Linked DNA regions of Sus scrofa: region 1 is linked to region 2. The links are chromatin contacts, called in public Hi-C maps. All regions are on one chromosome and are shown on one strand. The core of a region is the stretch at or near the end of the contact, and the rest is flanking DNA. Distances in the headings are between cores, read along the strand shown. Region 1 has its middle 25 kb from the start of TMBIM6. Region 2 overlaps PRPF40B (pre-mRNA-processing factor 40 homolog B).

What was found. A called contact is a pair of places that touch in the nucleus more often than the background predicts.
Region 1: a Hi-C map of alveolar macrophages shows a contact between it and region 2, with 2.9 times the contacts expected there. The contact joins two enhancer-like sites. A contact is called at or near these places in 1 of 5 promoter capture datasets (fetal liver), 14 of 47 Hi-C or Micro-C datasets (alveolar macrophages, blood, brain and 10 more) and 2 of 2 datasets of contacts at active chromatin or transcription factors (alveolar macrophages and skeletal muscle).

Annotation. Positions count from the first base shown.
Region 1 is chr5:15,697,511-15,701,395 of Sscrofa11.1, reverse strand. No RefSeq gene overlaps it. Among named protein-coding and RNA genes, the nearest start is that of TMBIM6, 25 kb to the right of the region's middle. Within about 2 kb of position 1,860, at least 15 of the 83 cell types and tissues checked have an H3K27ac peak or open chromatin away from gene starts, as enhancers often do. A contact at or near this core is called in alveolar macrophages, where this site is marked.
Region 2 is chr5:15,584,510-15,588,210 of Sscrofa11.1, reverse strand. PRPF40B (pre-mRNA-processing factor 40 homolog B) reads right to left here. Exons shown (of 25, transcript XM_021091619.1): 17 at 3,339-3,453; 18 at 3,099-3,190. Among named protein-coding and RNA genes, the nearest start is that of FAM186B, 16 kb to the right of the region's middle. Within about 2 kb of position 1,645, at least 5 of the 83 cell types and tissues checked have an H3K27ac peak or open chromatin away from gene starts, as enhancers often do. A contact at or near this core is called in alveolar macrophages, where this site is marked.

The DNA of each region.
Region 1 (3,885 bases), core at 611-3,110, 110 kb before region 2:
ACCTTCACGTGCACTGAGTCCCAGGGCAAAGCAGTCTCCATAGGAATCTGGGTCAAACCTGACTGCAGTTCTTGGAGGACATCCTGGGAAAACAGGGGTGAATGTGGTTTGTTGTGAGGGAAGGACATTGAAAGCAAAGCTCTCGGGGATTTTCAGCAGCTGCCTTTCTCTGGAGGGGGCCATTTGGGGAAAATCTGGCCCCACCTGTCAGCGCTGAGAAGGAAGGTCTGGGGCAAACAACAACCCAGATGGGATCACAGCCCCACCTCTCAGCAAACTGGCTGCCTAAAGACCCCCAGGCACACAGCTGCCTCTCATCCCATCCAGAGACTAAGCCCCACCCACCAGAGGGATTAGAATCGGCTCCACCTACCAATGGGCAGGCATCTGCCCCTCCCATCAGGAAGCCTACAGCAAGCACCCCCCCCCAGCCATACGTACATCAGCCACAAGGGGGGCGGCCAACAGAAGTAAGAGAGGCTACAACTCTAACTAAATTTTCACTTTTTATTTAGACATTTATCATAATCGAGAAGACATACATTACATGGCCAAAGTCTCCTAAAGCTAGTTCTGATTTTCTAAGTTATCCAATGTCAGCTATTTTTTTGTCTCTCTAATTTGCCTAATTTTCAAGCTAGAGCTAACTTGAACGTTATGGTGAACAGCTATAATTTTTGATTGCCCATAGTCACACTTTATTTGGAGAACTGTCCCTTGATACTTTTTTTTCTTTTTTTTTTTATTACTCAAATGAATTTATCACATCTGTAGTTGTATAATGATCATTCACAGGATTTCTATCCCATAACCCAAGCACATTTCCCCACCCCCCAAACTATCTCCTCTGGAGACCATAAGTTTTTCAATGTCTGTGAGTCAGCATCGGTTCTGCAAAGAAGTTCCTTGTGTCCTTTTTTCAGATTCCACATGTCAGTGAAAGCATTTGATGTTGGTGTCTCATTGTATGGCTGACTTCACTTGGTATGATAATTTCTAGGTCCATCCATGTTGCTAAAAATGCTGGCATTTCATTCATTTTAATGGCTGAGTAATATTCCAGTGTGTATATGTACCACATCCTGATCCACTCCTCTGTCGATGGATATTTAGGTTGTTGTTTCCAAGTCTTGGCTATTGTAAATAGTGCTGCAATGAACATCAGAGTACATGTGCCTTTGCAAGTTGTGGTTTTCTCTGGATAGATGCCTAGGGTGGGATTGCTGGATCAAGTGGTAGTTCTATGTTTAGCTTTCTGAGGAATCTCCATACTGTTTTCCACAGTGGTTGCACCAATTTACAATCCCACCAACAGTGTAATAGGATTCCTTTTTCTCCACACCCTCTCCAGTCCTTATTGTTTGTAGACTTTTTGATGATGGCCATTCTGGCTGGTGTAAGGTAATAATGAGTAATGACTATCTGTAAAAAGGTTACCACACCAAAAAGCTCTAAAAATGAAGACAGAGAACTATAACTCAGATGAGGGAGAAAGGAAAAACCCCAGAAAACCAGCTAAAGTGATGAGATTCTCAGCCTCCAGGAAAAAGACTTTAGACTGTTGATGCTAAAAGCTGCAAATTTTAAATCAACTATGCTTCAATAAAACTTTAAAAATGGGGAAAATAATAGTTAACCACGAAGACAATAAATAATAGTACTAAAAATGCCGCAAATTTATGTTTGCTGCATGTGTTCTTTTGCGATTCTTCATACTTAAAAAATCATTTCCTACGGAACAATTGGAAAATGTATGGCCACCAGGTGGCGCAATGGCGGCAGCGCCCACGTGAGAGGTTTGCAGGCGTGAACTGCCACCCTGTGGCGAGAGTAGGAGATGCAGGGTGCCCTGCTTTCACCGTTACTGACCAACACACGGAATCCCGGCTACTCTTTCCCCACACCCACCCCACACATTGCACAGAGAACGTGAACGTGGACTTGGACCGATATAAACTCTTTTCTGTCGGAGTCTGTTACCCCTGGAACCTCCCCTGCCAGTCGGGCCCCCAGCCGGGCCTCGTGGTGGCCACTTTTCCCGCAATAAGGTAGGTAGCGTTGGCAAGGGAGCAGAAGGGGCTCTGGGCCTGGTTTGCCTCTCCCTGCCCCTTCTGAAATCAGGACCCTTGGCAGAGGCCCTTCCTCCCCACGCCATGCCTCCTCCTCATTCCTTCATTCTCATCCACCCATACTTGTTTATACAACAAACATTCATTGGGCACCTAGCAGGTGTGAAGCTTCAAGCTAGATCAGGGACCGGAGACGAACGGGGCATGTCCCAGCCCTTGGGTCTCACAGTTCTACTGGGTGATGCCAGTCACCGGGTGATCTGTCATAGGAGAACGTGGGCAGTGCTATGATGGCGGGTGCCCCAATGCCATGGGGGCCCCCGGAAGGGGCTCTCACCCAGTTTGGAGGGCTCAGAGGATTCCTAGAAGAGGTGGTATCAAAACTAAGACCTGGAGTTCCCGTAGTGGCGCAGTAGTTAACGAATCCGACTAGGAACCATGAGGTTGCGGGTTTGGTCCCTGCCCTTGCTCAGTGGGTTAACGATCCGGCGTTGCTGTGAGCTGTGGTGTAGGTTGCAGACGCGGCTCGGATCCTGCATTGCTGTGGCTCTGGTGTAGGCCGGTGGCCACGGCTCCGATTCGACCCCTAGCCTGGGAACCTCCATATGCCGCGGGAGCGGCCCAAGAAATAGCAAAAAAAAAGACAAAAAAAAAGACAAAAAAAAAAAAAAAAAAAAACTAAGACCTGCAGTGGAGTTCACTTGTGGCACAGCGGGTTAATCATCCAGTGTTGTCATTGCAGAGGCTCAGGTCACTGCTGTGGTATGGGTATGGGTTCGATAGCAGGCCTGGGAATTTCCACATGCCATGGGTGTACCAAAAAAAGGGAGTGGGGTCGTTCCCACTGTGGCTCAGCTGGTTAAGAGCCAGACTGGTATCCATGAGATGCAAGTTCAATCCCTGGCCTCACTCAGTTGGTAAGGATCCTCCATCCCTGTGGCTGTGGTGAAGGCCTGCAGCTGCAGTTCCGATTTGACCCCTAGCCTGGGAATTTCCATGTGCCGCAGGTGAGGCCCTAAAAAAAGATAAATACATAAATAAATAAAACAAAAAATTAAGAGCTGCCGTGTACAGTGAGTCAGGCAAAGTGTGTGGAGGTGAGTGTTCTAGGCATAAAATTAAAAATACCAAGACCTAGCAGTGAGAGATCAAATGGAACATTCTAGCATAAAGACGAGTTTGTTTTGGCTGAAGCTCTGAAAGAGGACAGAGATAAGCAGGAGACTTGAATGTATGATGGGAAGTTTGGACTTTATCCTGGCAGCAAAAACACGTCATTGAAAAGTTCAGAGTTCCCCATCAGAAAGATCTGTCTAGAAATAGTGTGCAGAGTGCACAGGAGAGACCCAGGGCTGGGGCCTGGGAGGCCAGTGAGGAGGCCAGATCAATATTCCAGGTAAGGCGTTCCCGTCGTGGTGCAGCGAAAGTGAATCTGACTAGGAACCATGAGGTTTCGGGTTTTATCCCTGGCCCACTTAGCGGTTAAGGATCTAGTGTTGCTGAGACCTGTGGTGTAGGTCGCAGAAACGGCTTGGATCCTGCATTGCTGTGGCTGTGGGTAGGCCTGCAGCTGTAGCTCTGATATGACCCCTAGCCTGGGAACCTCCATATGCCTTGGGTGTGGCCCTAAAAAGTGGGAAAAAAAATTCCAGGCAAGATTCAGTAGAACCTGAACTTAGGCAGCAGGAGTTGGGTTAGAGGGCAATGGATAGATTAAAAAGATTCCCAGGAGTTCCCACTGTGGCACAGTGGGTTGAGAACCTGAGTAGCAGCCCACGAGGTGAGGGTTTGATATCTGGCCCAGAGCAGTGGGTTA
Region 2 (3,701 bases), core at 396-2,895:
TGTGGCTCTGGATTGGCCGGTGATTAGACCCCTAGCCTGGGAACCTCCACATGCCACGGGAGCGGCTCAAGAAAAGGCAAAAAGGCAAAAAGACAAAAAAAAACAAAAAAAAAACAAAAAACCTTGCTGAAGTCTCAATGAATAGCCAGGAGTTACCACCTCTAAAGCCTGTGCTACACACACTCCACTGTCTTCACGGACACTGCTCTCCTAGAGGTTGCTCATGTCCTGAGAGTCAACTCCAGGGACCCCCCTCTCTGTCCTTGCTCTTCTGGTGCCCAGCAATCAGCTGTTCCCTTCTTCAGTGCCCTCCTCTCCAGGGTCCCCTCCTGTCCCTCTGACCTCTTTTACCTCTCCTGTGCGTGCTTGTTCCCCTGAGGACAGCAGTTTGTCTTTTCAATCCACACTGTCCCGAGCAACCTCCCTGTCCCTCTGCCCCTCTGCTGATTTTCAGACCCATGAGAGACTGGATATTTCACAGACACTTCAAATTCAGCAGATCCTAAGATCCTTGTTTGCCATGAGCCCCACGCCCCACACCCACTCCTATGCATCCCCCAGGCCTGGATCTTCTGGCTCCCAGCTGTTCCAAGTCCAGGACTCTGTATTATCCTAAAGGATGTAAGGAGCTATCACAGTCTGCCTGGCTGGTGGATGGCCACAGGGACTCCTGGGCTCAGCGGCCTTCCACAGGAAGGAACAGAAGGGGAGCTGTTTAAAGAAGATTCTTTCTCAGGAGGTGTGGAGAGACAGGACTCAGCAAGGACAGAACACCCACAAGCCTGTCAGCAGTACCAGCCTCTCTGCAGCTCAAAGTGTCTGATAAAATTTGGCTCTCCTGGAATTAGATATTTCTACTTTATATGATCATCTTATTATATTTTTGGCCATGCCTGCATTATGTGTAAGTTTACAGGCCAGGGATGGAACCCGTGCCACAGCTGCAACCTGAGCCACTACAGTGACATCAGATCCTTAACCCGCTGTGCCACTAGAGAACTCCTGATTATCCTATTTAAAACCTGGTATTTGCTTTATTCTTCCCTGCCCTAGGTTGCTTTTGAGAAAAATTCCACAAATGGAATTCCTATTTTCTCCAGCCCTGTTCTTCCCACCTAATCCTTATCAATGGTGCCATCAATCCACTCCCACATCTCTGACTCCTTTCTTCCCTGGATTTCACACACACAAAAACCTGTCAATTCTACCTCTGAGTGACTCTAGCCTACTGGTTTTAAACTTTCATTTTTTTTTTTTTTAAACAGCAAAAACATCTATTTCAATAAAAATCTTATGTAGAACCTCAATGTATAAAAGAGAAACAATGCTGTTGCAACTGACCGTAGAGGAGGGAGGATGAGGCCCTCCCCCCACCGCACCCCCAACACCCGCTCAGCCCAAGGCACCTCTGGGGAAACCTAGGAGTTTCAGGAACAGCCGGAACACCACGGCTCTGCTCACCAGCCATCCCCACTGCACCCCCCCGAGCTCACTCCCACCTGGATCACGGCAGCAGCTCCCACCTGGTCTCCTTGCTCACCCCCCATGCTTCTAACCCTGCCTGGAGAGTCCAGGGCTGCCCAGACTTTCCCACCAAATGGCCCCAACAGCAGGGGCCATGACTCACTCTGGGGGTGAGTCAGAAGAGCATGACACAAGCCCAGAATTTATGAGCCACTGGCCACTATCACTTCTAGAATCCTTAAGTCCTATCTTCCTGCCCCCCGCCCCCGTCTCTAAGCACACAAGCATCCTGGCTGTGAGCGCGGCTCTACAGCATCACTCAGGCTTTTCCAAGACATCAGCCGATCATATCACTCCCTTGCTCCCCATTACTTACAAGATAAAAACCCAAATGCCTTATTTTAGCATTCAAGGGATTTTACATACAGGGTTCTCCTTCCCAACTGGGGCATGTGGTTCCAGAGAAATAGAGGAAGCCACAGGACAGTAAGATACCTCTTACCTAATGGTAAGCAATTTTAAAATATTAAGTCTATGTTAAACGGAGAATTATTATGGTATTAAAATGCAACACCTGCATGAATTTTTGAGGCAAAACACAGGGCTTCAAAGAAATGTGTGTGGAGTGGGACATTTCTAGCTTAATTCTCAGATCCTCCTCACCTCAGGTACCAAGTCACTCCCCCTGGTAACAAGGTGCAGTCTGGGGGAATGCTCCCCATTTTTCAGTAACCTGCTCGAGGCCACACACCTGTAAGTGGCGTGCTGGACTTTTACCCCCACAGCCTTCCAGCCCTGCTCCCAACCACTGTGCTATGCTGCGGCCTCAAACGCATCAGAATGCTCGTTTCCAGAGAAAAAGGCTTCTCTTTATCCTTTTCTGAAACAGGGCTCGCCTGGTCCATCACTCACTTTTCCCCTTTGATAGACGTGGATACTGAGAATTCAATGTGCACACATGACAGTAAACAGCAAGTAACCTCGCTCCCATGTCAGGGAGGTGATAGGGAGCGATAAGGATGACGTGCCCCTTCTAGAAGGCACTAGCATCTGAGCTCACGTCCACTGAATGCCTCCAAGAGCAGCCTAGTGCCGCTAGGTAATGCAAACTTCCGAGAGAAGCTGAGATCTAGATTTTAACTGTAATCTCTTGATTTTAAAGTTAGCAAAAAAATCCAGATTTTTCTAAAACACTGTACAGGAGGGAACATATCTGGGGGCTACCAGTTTACGATGAGCTGTGCTTCTTGCCCCTCAATCGCGCCGTGCCCTGCCAACCCCTGGGCCTTTGCTCCTGTAGTAGCCTGTGCCCAGGACATCCACCCTCCCCCGCCTACTCCTTCTAAGAGGCGCAGTTCAAATGGCAACTCCTCCGACTCTCGCCTCTCTAAGAGCACTCGCCCCACTCCACAGCCACTGTCACGTCTATCTTCCTACTGAGACCAGAGCTCGAACTGGATCTTCCTCATTTCTGTGTCCCCAGTGCACAGTAAAAGATGACAGTAGCTATCCCTTGAGCCCAGCAAAATGCGGGGCAAAACGCTTCAGCACAACAGGACTTAGAAGGGAGTCCTGTCCTGGACGCCCGCCCTGCACCCAGCCTGCAACCACCCACGACCCCAGGCCTCCCTCACCTTAAGGATGTCCTTAATGATCTTCTTCTCATCATGGAATCGTGCCTTCAACTCCTCCACGTAGAACTTGAACAAGTCCAGAGGGGTGGAGCCTGCGGGGGAGGGAGGGAGGGGGGCCTGGCGGGCGGCAGCTTCCCAAGGCCTAGGGGTGGGGTCGAGGACAGGACCAAGGAGTGGGCGTGCAGAGAGGCTGGCAGGGGAGGAAGCCAGGCCACGAGAGGGGGTGCCTGGCTGCCTTACCCGGCTGGCCCAGCATGTTGGCAAAGCGGACATCAGTGCTGACTGCTGGGTACAGCTCCATCCAGGTGGACATAGAGTGCAGCTGCCCTGTCTCGTGCAGCTCATCCAGGAAGGTCTGAGCAGGGAGAGGCCAGTTACAGGGAGAGTGAGAAGGGGAGGGAGGCAGAGCCGAAGACTGGGGAGGGACAGAGGGGATGGCGGGGAGGGCAGGGACAGCCCAGACTGAGGAAATGCAGGCAAGGGAGGCAGAGATGAGGAGGTACAGACAATGTGAGAAGATGGAGTGTGAACACAAAGGGGCCGACCTAAAACGAGAATGAGCAGGACGAGGAGCCAAAGAAAAGGAACCTTGTCTGCAGCATT